Regions from separate parts of the Mus musculus genome. Here all the other regions are linked to region 4. The links are chromatin contacts, called in public Hi-C and HiChIP or PLAC-seq maps. All regions are on one chromosome and are shown on one strand. The core of a region is the stretch at or near the end of the contact, and the rest is flanking DNA. Distances in the headings are between cores, read along the strand shown.

Region 1 (2,700 bases), core at 100-2,599, 820 kb after region 4:
AAGTCACGGGTCAAATATTCAAGTCCATCTTACAGAAAGTAGTAACAACATCACTTTCTAGGTTTTGCTGATTCTTCTAGATTTTCTAATGCTGGGATCTCCTCCCCAAGACTGAAGTCTTTGTTTTCCTCTCACCTCTAATGACAGTCTCTTATATTCCCAGCACAGGGCGAAGTGCTTTATTCCAACATCAAACTCCAACACTAGATTGATTTCTTGACATCTCTATTTGAATATCTGATATTTGACTCTCAATGCATGCAAAGTAAAAAATTTTTTTCCTCTCCACACCCCCTCTAGCTGTAGTTTTTCTCCATCACAGGAGATGGCGACTGCATCCTTCGGCTGATCATACTTCCAGGAGTCATCCTTGACTCTGCTGTTTCAAATCCACATCCAATTGCTGAGGAAATCTATTGGATTCACCTTTCAGAATCCAGAGAAGTCTGGCCATTTATCTTTTTCATTTCTCCTTTGAACTATTACAAGAGGCCCTGGCTGTTTTTAAACAGAAACCAGAGTGATAATTTTTAAACCATGCGGTCATTTTGTTCAGAACCCAGTGACTGTCCTTTCCTTTCTAGAAGAAATCCTAGCTCTTAGTGTTTCCACCATGTTCTTCTGTTGTGTCCCCTCTAATCTTCCCAAGTGGACCCCCAGCTCATTTTTCCCTGGCCACACTTCTTACTAATTGCTACTCAGCCTGCCTTACATAGTGGACTTTTAAATGATCATTTAAATGAAGCCCCTTTGCCAAATGTTAATCCTGGGACTTTCTTCAAGTCTTTGCTCAGATTTTCTTTTCATAGTGAGAGCCATTGGATGATGGTTTAGCCTGCACCTTAAAGTTCCTCATGCAGTGCCATGTATCTGAGCTGACTGTTATGACTGCCATACTCAGATGACTGATTAGGAAGAAGGCAAGATCAGTTCTCTGGGCCTTTATCTTAGGACATTGAGTTCTCTGGACCTTATTGAGCACAGATCATTTCGAAAATGGCAACGTTTCCTTCTTAATGTAAAACTTTGGGAAGGTAGCCACCTACGTTAACAATATAGAAACATTCATCTCTGACCCTCCCCATGGGTTAGCATAAACTCTTGTCTTTCCTGTTTGTTTCTTTCAAGGAGCTTCATTCACCCCCACACACCCCTCACACCCACCCCTCCCCACCCCAGCATTGTAGCAATTGTTAAAGATCTACCGAGAGGGATTATTGCTAAGTCTTGTCACATAAAGAGCCAGAGTAATTTGTGTACAGTACAGTTAAAATTACACCATTATGCTCAAAGCTAATATTACCCTAATGAGTTGAAATGGAAGGAAGAAGGTTGCTTGGGAGAGACTATAAGTGACTTAGCGCGGGTTTCTCACTTCCAATGATAATGTTCTTTGGAACTGTGTTTTGAACACATTATTATAGATTTAAATATTTTAATATTCATTTATTCTAATTTCCTTTTTGATAGGTACCATCTCCGTGCTTGCATTTCATCAACTCTGACTAGCGACACCACTCTATTTAATCTCTTCCATGGCCAAATTTCCCATGAATTGGGAACAAGGTTTTAGCTGCTTAAGGAGGTTTCAACAATTCCTTTGTGTGGTTCAACATTTAAAACTCAGATAGGGATGTAAAACCCTTTAACAAGGAACTGCTCTGCCTAGAGCCTCTGTACGTGTGCCATGACACAATCTACTGGAGAGATTGTCCCCAATCACACCCGAACTCCATTTCTCAGCTGCATTTAGAACTGACAGAAATCTTTGTTCTTAAGTGTGTCAGTTTGGAGCATATTCCTGGCAGGCAGCTGGTGATTCCTATACACTAGAGAGAACACTTCAGCAATGGGACTCATTATTAACTGTGCTGCCTGGTTTATATGTCTCAGTCTCATTTGTTCTAAGTATCCCCTCAGTGGCCCCCCACAATGCTCAAATCACAGTATCTCCACCATGCTTTTGGAAGGAAATTGCCTTTAGTGGATCCCTGTAAAATGCAGATATTCCTTGAAAAGGAATGATCACTATATATAAGTATATGGATAGGTATTCATTGAGAAGGCAAATACAACATTTGAAATGTAAGTTTTGGTGGAGAAAAGGAATTGGGGAAGTCTCAAACCCAGACGGCTTAAACAGAAGGGTATGAGATAAAAGCCTGAATTGCTGTGCAGAGTACCCTATATATCCCTTTTCCTCAAACACTTTCTGATTTATCCCAGATCTTTACTTAGCTTCCTTTTCCTCAACATCTAGCTCTTCGCCCAAATATCAGCTGTTTAGGTCGAGTTGACTAGCCATAGTGTTGAGATTTCATAGGTACAGCATTCCTATCATATATAAAAGACACAATCTCACAGACATTCCAGTCCTCTGGCTCCTTTAATCTTCCCTCCCTTTCCCCTATTCCCTGATGTTCCAGAAGCCTGAGGTACAGCACTCACGTTAGGTTGTGTTATATATTCTATTAGGTGGGGTTGAGAACCTCACCTCTGTATATTTTGAAGAAAGAGATTGAGGAGAACACTAGAAAATGGAAGATCTCCCAGGCTTATGGGTTGTAAAAAATTAGTATTGTGGAAAAGTCAATAATATACTTCTAAGAGCTGTGGAAATAGCTTGGTGGCAGACAGATTTCTTAGCATGTGTGAAGTCTAGGCTCAGTCACTAACTCTGTTATTAATTTTTAAAAACAT
Region 2 (2,700 bases), core at 82-2,581, 620 kb after region 4:
TAATTTATGGGACACTTAGAAAAGGTTTTACATGTTGTGCCAAGAAGTCGGTTATGACTAAAGGTAGCGCCATCTCATATAAGAGTCCTGGACCTGAAGTGTCCACAGGAATGAGGTACCTAGGAGAGGGTGACCTCTGGCCCCTGGCACGAGGAGGGAGACCTGGGATGGCTTATGCGGAGGTAATGCTCACAATTCCAGCAGGCATTGCTCCGGCAGACAAGAGAAAACAGTAAAACTCTCAGAGGAAGTGCGTGGTGGGCTGAATACCACAGAGGCCAACAGTGTACTTTCCACCTCTTCAAAGATCGATGGTTCTTCTCGGCTATAACTCTAAGGAACACTGGGCGATGCTGGTGGGTGGAAGAAACTCATGGCATCAGATGAGACATTCTTTGTAACAACAGTGTTATTCTTATTTTTTTAAAGTCTTCTTTAATCTTTCTGATTATGTGAAAAACAGTGTCTTAGATTCATGCTGGCCTGTACAATACAAACTTTAAATATCTTTTTTTAAAGTCAGGAACCATCCCAGTTAATGTTCCGGCCTCTCAGTCAGTTGCTCTCCAAAGTGAGGAAGATGGTGGGGGCTTCTTCCTAGAGCAGTGGCAATCAGCACTGCATAGAAGACCTGGCACTGGCTCAGATCTCAGCGAGTCTCACTAGTTTGGTTTTCGCATCTATCGTCTTCCCAGGCAGCCAACATTTCTCTGGCTCCTGTTCAGTAAGAAGGTTTTGTTTCAGTTGCATTTATTTTATGATCACCGTTCAGCTTCTACGTATTGTTTCTACATACTCTTTCTTTTGGCAGCTAGACTTATGAAAGGGAAGGGTAATAAAAGCGGAACATAGGGAAGGTGAATGTGATTGAACACAGTCAGGGGAAACGCACACCCATTTGATCTCTCGGGGTCTCTGCAGTTCTAAGTGTCAGTGATTGCAGGGATGAGGGAGAGAGAGAGAGAGAGAGAGGCCACAGAAGATAGCAGATTTACTCAAGGTCACGAGGCTCATTAGTGGCAGAGCTCGGAGGGGATCCAGCACCTCCAGATGCGCAGGCTCACGTTCTCTCCAGAACTTGTTCATAGTCCAGAGCCCCAGGACTCTTGTCAGCTAGGAGAGCCTTCTCTCGCCCCAGCCCTGGGCTCAGAATGCGAGGCTGCAGAGAACTTTGCCCACAGTCAACTATGATCCCTGTCCCCAAACCAACCATTGCTTGCTGTTTCATACAGCCCCGCTTCATTCTCCAGTGCTCCGATGCCATGTTCGGTGCTGGGAATTTGGGTGGGCCCAGAGTGCCTTTAGTATTACTGCTATAATTCAAAACATCCAAATTATTATTTTCTCCATGAGACGAAGCCAGGGGAACACTGTTAAGTGGAGAGAAAAGTGTTTGTTACGCTGGGCGTTCCAACAAAATGTCCTCCTTTGCCATTAAATCATAGCACTTCTAAATGAAAAGATATTTTGCAAACTTTGGCAATGACTGAAATTTGGACATGATACAGACACCCTCCCCCCCCCCTTTCCATTTTGTGCTTTTTCTCCATGTGGTCTCAAGAAATACTATTTGCTGGCTTAACTTTCCTTGTTTCTCTTTCCTCACGACCCAAGTTGTCCATTCTCCCCAAAGACCTCAGCTTGGTTTTCTGCCCACAAGTTATCATTTTAATAAATAGTGAGGCTGATAAGTAGAGGCCAGAGAGAATAGCCTTGTACCCAAATGCATTGTTTCTCAGAACCTCTCTTTCTTTAGAATTAATCATAAACACATTTATGGAAAGGAATGTGCATATTACCATGAAGCCCCTAAAGAGAATATTAATGAGGGTGTATTGACAAGACAATTAAATCTGTGTGGGCTGAAGGTGATCAATATTATCAATGAAAAATAATAATCTCCCAAACCATAAAATCCTCTGCTGAACTCTTGTGTTCAGTTGTATGCCCTTAGTGTGAAAACTCTTCTTGTGTACGTATGTGTATGTATGTGTGTGTGTATGTATGTATGTGTACATGTAAGTGTAGCATACATGTGTTAATGCATGAGTGTATGAGTATGTGTGGATATGGAGGCCAGAGAAGGAAGCTTGCTATCCTATCGCTTTTTACCTTATTTCTTTGAGACATGTCTCCCACTGAACCTGAAGCTTGCTGTTTCAAAAAGTCATGTGCCCAGTGATCTCCCAGGATCCTCTTGTTTCCTTCTCCCCAAAGAATAGCATTACAGATATGCCCAGCCATGGTTGGCTTTTGCATGGGTCACAGGGGACTGGAAGTCAGGCCCTCATGTTTGTGCATCAAATGATTTTACTGACTGAGCCATCTCCTCAGGCCCTGCTTTGTGAACAATTTCATCAAGCACTTCTCCATTTCTAATTAGCCTCCGATGTCACAAAGAATCTCTTGGTGGAATTGATGCTTCTCAGGCCCCGGCTTCTCTCTTCTCCTCTCCTCCCTGGACAAAGCATGAACAATTCCAGAGTGTGGCTGCCACACCCTCAGCTCCACTGTTGGAGCTCAAAAGCTAGGATTAGCAGCTGGGGAAATCCATTGACAGGCCTGGGATGTGTCTGGGCCCACAGCTGGGCTGCTCTTGTACAAGACCCGAGGGACATGGAACAGTAGATTGCAAATCAAAAACTCCCTCAGCAGCCTGGCTCACATTATGAACAATTCTCTCTGGTGGATCAAGAGGCA
Region 3 (2,700 bases), core at 67-2,566, 880 kb after region 4:
ATACCATTGGGAAAGTTGCAGCCTCAGACTTTGCAAAATAGTGAGAATTTTCAGTTTGTCATTTTGCCTCCACCCCCCCACCATCACATACGAAGTATAAAATAAAGGAATGGCCCGCTGTAACTGCCAACAATTTCTGCGAACAGTCTCTCCTTATGTTCTGTATTAGCATGAAAATTAAGCAACAGAGCAACCATCTGAGGGAGGGCCTTCCCTTCAGCCCTAGCTGGAAAAGGACGCCAGCCACAGCACCACAGCAGGCATTGTTCACAGGGAAAGCTGAGTCCTGGTTGGAAGAGAGAGCCTGTTTGCCGGACACTGTAGAATGCCTCTCTACTCCCAGGATTTCTGGAATGACCTGAGCATGGCTACTAGGGAAAACATGTAGCCTATGAAGGGAAGACCTGTTTTTAGTCAACCCTATTTTTATTTTAGAGTTTGGAGTTAGGAGCTGCACGGCCATGTTTAGGAAATGCTGCCTCATGCCTGCCCACTTCAGAGCGCATTCCTCTGAGATGGCTAATTCTCTGCCTGACCCTCAGCCTCCATGGCTGGAACATGAAGTGAACTGCAGCACTCAGGAGTTAGTGAACGTTTAAATAGAAGCAGAGCGCCTGGGTCTAACCCCCCAGCCCAGGCAGGGTCTAACCCCAAGGCAGATTACCCTCTGCCTGTGAACTACCATTTCTGCTTCTTGGATCTAGCTGAAAGCACTGTTAAACTTCTCTGGTCTGTGTTTGCCCCTACATCAAATAGACACCATTCCAATAGGGCACATTTAACAGAAAGAGTGTGAAAAATAGGGGTTTGCTATAGGAAAGATGGTGTGGTAACTTGAAAATAGACCAAGCCAAGAGAGATGCCTGTGTAAAACCAAAGACAAGGCTTTCTTTGGTTAACAATGATAACACGGAAAGAAAAAGAAAAAAGAAAAAAGCCTTTTCTTTCTTTCCTTTTTATTGACAAATCTAAACTTAAGTGAATATTCTCATCAGTGATTAATGCCTGCACTAATCACTAATGAGGAAATTGGACCTCTTTCCCTTCCTTTGACTAAACCATCATGTGTGGAAAATGTTCCTTAAAATAAAGGAACCCCATTGGCACAGATGGACAGAGGGAGACCAGGCCATGTACCCCCCCCACATTACTCTGGCTTCCCTACCCCAACCCCTGACATTTTAGATTCAATTAAAAGAAAAACCCAAAAGTATTTTGCCAAACACTTTTTCCGTTAATTTTTAAACCCATCTGTATTCGCAAGGAAATTCAATCCACATGTTTCTGATTCATTTACACGTAAATCATCCAAATGTTGTTTTGCAAGAGCCCCTTTGCAGTCCAAAAGCTCCTGGAGTCCTTTCCTAAACCCTCATAAGCCTTTCTTTCTTTCTTAGAAACAGGAAGTCATCTTTTGCCAAATGCAGCCTGACTTAAGCCCCCCACCCCCGCCACCCAAGACTTGGGATCAGTTGGAAAAGCAGTGCCCTTAAGAGCTGAGAGAGCCCTAGACTTCATTGAACTTGGGTGAGGGGGGGGGGGGGCTTAGTATTTAAACCCTGGGCCTTAACTTGAGAGTTCCAGATGCTGCAGCCTCTTGTACAAGGATTGGCAGCTGGGGGGGGGGGGGAGTCCCTCAGTGTGCTGGCTCAGTATCACTTTGGGTCCCTAAGCATGTGCCGGGTGGATCCTCTACCCTTTAATAGATAGCAGGAAGTAAAGCCTAAATAGCAGGAAGGTGAAGCTTGTAGTTAATGAAGCTAGTCTCTCCTCCTTTCTATTAAATAAATAAATAAATAAATAAATAAATAAATAAATAAATAAAAGTAAATAAAAAATACTATGTTGCTGGTGGACGGGCAGTCTCTGTCCTGCCCAGGACAGCTCAGGGAGTGTCCATATGATCTAAAGTAAAGCAGAAAGCTGACAAATCTGCTGTTTTAGCCCATGTATTCTTAGATGTGTCCATTGTAACCTAGATGGACACTTACCCTCTGGGCCCTAGGAAAACATCCTATGAGGGTCACATGAATTAAAAAAAAATTAAAATAGTGTTTTGTTACTCAAATAATTTCTTAGGTTGGTTAGATTTAAGCATCTTCATAGGTTTCCATTAAAGTTCCCCACCAAATTCACTGGTGTGCTGGTACACTTCTTTTTTGGTAGTTATAAACCCCATACCCTTGAGAGACTCAGCTGGCACTTGAGTGAGCAGTGTCCTGGACAGGAAATGGGGCATGCCTTCTGCAAAGGGCTTGTAGCATCCCCTGGGATGGTGGCTCAACGAGGTTTCTGAATTCTTTGAAGAGAATTTAGAGTTGTAGAAGTTTTCAAACATGATTTCCCTGGCTTATAAATGTTTGCAAATAGGTGGTGTTAGTATCAAATATACTTAAGGGGCACTATGGGATGAGCATGGCTGGTCCCCACTCTGTAAACAGTTCACAGAACATAAGTCTAACACAAGATCTATTACCCTCTAAGCAAGGCCCACAGTTACTTACTTACACGTTTTTGTAAAGGGTTACTGCACCCTACACTTTTCTTACACAACAAAATGCTAGCCATCTGTGGCCTGAGTCTAGGCACCTCAAAGGAGGCCCTCCCAATAAAGAAACCTCACTGCATGACTACATGGCAATACTGGGTCTAGAAGCTGTTTTCCTATCTGTGCTGCAATCTGAAAATTAATTATGTGGG
Region 4 (2,700 bases), core at 160-2,659:
TTTAAAAGTCATCAAAAGTTGTTTTCTAAATACGGAAGGATCAAGGCTCAGCGCTTTTAGACCTTGTCTGCTGCCATTCGTTCCTTCAAGGAGTTTAGCTTAGTTAAGTCACTGACAAACAGATCCACATCAGCACTGAGACAGTCACATATAGACAGTTGGTCAGGTCACAGAACAAACAGTGCAGCTCCTACACCGACACCCACAACAGGACTCTACCAAGAAAAGTGTCCCCTGAATGCCAGGGACACCCCCTCCAACTGCACAACTAATGCGATAATATAACTAAAAGTTATTTCCTTAGGAACCCACAACTTTTGGGGCTCTTGAAGACTTTTAATGAATTTTCCTAATATTCCAGAGATGATTCTGTTGACAACAATTTATATATAAATAATGGTGTTGCTCTTCTCCTTAATTTTTATCAACAATGGAAACAAAATGAAGGCAAGCCAGCCAAAACCAGATCTACAATTTAAGATAATACAAAATGATGGATCTGACACTTTTGTTTATTCTGGTGGCTAAAGACTGCATGGTTGTGGGCAGCTAAAAGCATTCAAACGTAGCTGGGAAGATGAACCACACCAAACAGGGTTATAATCCACCCTTGCATTTTGTCACAGAGATCTCCACTATAAGATGAAGGCGCCTGTACTCCATGTCCATGAAATATTTTCACCAGAGCATTCAGCAATGCTAGGGCTCTTGGAACACTGCTTTCCTTGTTCAAGCTACAAAGGCCCGAGGGTCAAATGAGAGCCCTTTAAAGGCTCGTAGCTGAAGGCCTGTGTGTTGGGGCGGTGAGTGTTTAGGAGAGATGGCAGAGATCCAGAAGTTTAAGAATTTCCTCATTTCCTTAACTGAGAAACAAAAGGAGCCATTAAAACATACCGTTGGGTATAAAGGACATCCACAGAAGGATCATATGCTGTTACCAGGACAGCAAAAACCTAATACTTTCATGAGAATGCTGTTTTAAAGCTTTTTTTTTCCTTCTTCAATAAAACTGCTGCTTTCAAAAATGATCAAAAAATGAAGTTGATATCATAAAGAACTCTAGATTAAAAAAAAAAAAAACTTTTTAAAGCTTCATTAAGCCAGAAACAACCGTAACAAACAACAAAGAACCCTGTGTAGCACAGCCTTATTCCATTTCCATTTTAAAGCACCGATTTCTAAAAAGGTAAATAGAGCTTTTGACCCGCTGTTGTTTGGATAGCCTCAATCTTGGACCTATTCTTGACATCAATAACCTTCTAAAAATGAAAAAAAATTCCCTTTAAAAATAAAAATTAAAAACAATTAAAAAAATTTACTTCCCTGTAGCTTAATTCTAAATCTTCCCAGGTCTGGGAGAGATTTGTGTCCTTGTTGATTTCAGTCACTAGAGGGGGCCCTGTAATCAATTTTTGGACACACAAACTCCAAAGAAATGTCTGAACTTGGCTTTGCTGAAGAGCAGGAAAGCAGGCTTCCCAGCACTTGGGCAACTGCCAATCAAGTAGTTTTTATGCTCGTAGCATAAAAGCATGCTTTACTAGAAAATATCCACAGAGCAGAAGGGAAGAAGTGTGGGCACAACTCAGGTCCAGCTGTGAACGGAGGAGCACTGCGGTAGCAAGTATTGTTCCCACTCTGTCTTTTTTCCAAATGGGGTCAAACGGGTTTGTATCTTCACAGAGCACCACCCTTCTAGTCTAAGCTTACAATTCAATGTTCTGTTATATGCAGGTGTACACATTTCACAGGAAGACAGACAGAAACAGACCCAATAACTTAGTTCCAAGCACCAATTTCAAACCATACTATTTCCTTTATACTCCCTCAATTTCCCCAGTCCACCCTGATGAGCATTCTTACACTCTAGCCACGGGAAACAATACAATCCTACTAAAGTGCACAACAAATTCTGTGTGCCAGTTGCCTCCGCTGTAACTGTCCTACAGGTTAGGACACAGGACACTCCTTACACTTGTGATGGTCTTTGGTTTGGATAGTTAAGTGCTGCAGCATAGTAACTGAAGTTTGCACCCAGTGCTGTGGGAATAAGCCACGGGACAAATGCAAATGCCCACAACTGGAACAACACTAAAACCAGTCCTGAGGAGGAAATGTCACCTCTTAAAGCATTGGACTCCTCAAGAACTTCTAAAGGACAGCTGAAAATCCAGTTTTGAAACAGTTTCGCTCCCTGATAAATACCAATCTTCATACTGGCATAGTCACACTCCTGGAACACTTGTGAGACAGAGTTATCAGGATCAAGAGGTTGAGGGCAGCCTGCACTATGTGACAAGCCCCTGTCTCAGGCCACAATCTCTCTAAATGCTGCAGCACTCTAGTGAATACAGGACATCAAGGGCAACAGGCATTGTTCTGCCCAAGGGAACTTCTGTTGAAATCTTGTCTCAGTCACTGACTTTTATTTTTGGTTTGGTTTTTAGCATATATTAAATACAAAGTGTCTGATGAAGAAGAAAAAAGTGGAAGCTAGAAAGATGGCTCAGATGTTAACAGCACTTTCTGCTCTTACTGAGGACGGCTCAGTTCCCAATGCTCATGTTGTGCAGTCCATGCACAAGCTCCTGGAACTCCAGTTACAGGGAGCCTGATACCTTTTTCTGACCTTTTCTGGCACCAAGGCACACATATAAATAAATAGTAAATCTTTTCTTTCTTTTTTTTATTGGATATTTT

The links. A called contact is a pair of places that touch in the nucleus more often than the background predicts. HiChIP or PLAC-seq counts read pairs in DNA pulled down with a chosen protein or histone mark.
Region 1: a contact with region 4 is called in an H3K4me3 HiChIP or PLAC-seq map of embryonic basal ganglia, with 6 times the contacts expected there. The contact joins two enhancer-like sites. A contact is called at or near these places in 1 of 15 datasets of contacts at CTCF or cohesin (the NIH/3T3 cell line) and 3 of 115 datasets of contacts at active chromatin or transcription factors (embryonic basal ganglia, embryonic stem cells and large pre-B cells).
Region 2: a Hi-C map of uterus shows a contact between it and region 4, with 7 times the contacts expected there. The contact joins two enhancer-like sites. A contact is called at or near these places in 2 of 484 Hi-C or Micro-C datasets (embryonic fibroblasts and uterus) and 2 of 115 datasets of contacts at active chromatin or transcription factors (astrocytes and stem cell-derived neural progenitor cells).
Region 3: a contact with region 4 is called in a Hi-C map of embryonic fibroblasts, with 3 times the contacts expected there. The contact joins two enhancer-like sites. A contact is called at or near these places in 2 of 15 datasets of contacts at CTCF or cohesin (large pre-B cells and pro-B cells), 49 of 484 Hi-C or Micro-C datasets (the 3T3-L1 cell line, B cells, the Ba/F3 cell line and 31 more), 8 of 115 datasets of contacts at active chromatin or transcription factors (the NIH/3T3 cell line, astrocytes, cardiomyocytes and 5 more) and 1 of 9 other capture datasets (embryonic stem cells).

Annotation. Positions count from the first base shown.
Region 1 is chr11:45,055,035-45,057,734 of GRCm38.p6, reverse strand. No RefSeq gene overlaps it. Among named protein-coding and RNA genes, the nearest start is that of Gm51859, 32 kb to the left of the region's middle. Within about 2 kb of position 1,349, at least 3 of the 459 cell types and tissues checked have an H3K27ac peak or open chromatin away from gene starts, as enhancers often do. A contact at or near this core is called in embryonic basal ganglia, where this site is marked.
Region 2 is chr11:45,264,047-45,266,746 of GRCm38.p6, reverse strand. No RefSeq gene overlaps it. Among named protein-coding and RNA genes, the nearest start is that of Gm12159, 150 kb to the right of the region's middle. Within about 2 kb of position 1,331, at least 33 of the 459 cell types and tissues checked have an H3K27ac peak or open chromatin away from gene starts, as enhancers often do. A contact at or near this core is called in uterus, where this site is marked.
Region 3 is chr11:45,001,732-45,004,431 of GRCm38.p6, reverse strand. All of the region lies in intron 15 of Ebf1 (early B cell factor 1), which reads right to left. Among named protein-coding and RNA genes, the nearest start is that of Gm51859, 85 kb to the left of the region's middle. Within about 2 kb of position 1,316, at least 51 of the 459 cell types and tissues checked have an H3K27ac peak or open chromatin away from gene starts, as enhancers often do. A contact at or near this core is called in the NIH/3T3 cell line, the STO cell line, embryonic fibroblasts and 2 more, where this site is marked.
Region 4 is chr11:45,879,955-45,882,654 of GRCm38.p6, reverse strand. The region is part of intron 1 of Clint1 (clathrin interactor 1); the gene reads right to left. Among named protein-coding and RNA genes, the nearest start is that of Clint1, 29 kb to the right of the region's middle. Within about 2 kb of position 1,409, at least 72 of the 459 cell types and tissues checked have an H3K27ac peak or open chromatin away from gene starts, as enhancers often do. A contact at or near this core is called in the NIH/3T3 cell line, the STO cell line, embryonic basal ganglia and 3 more, where this site is marked.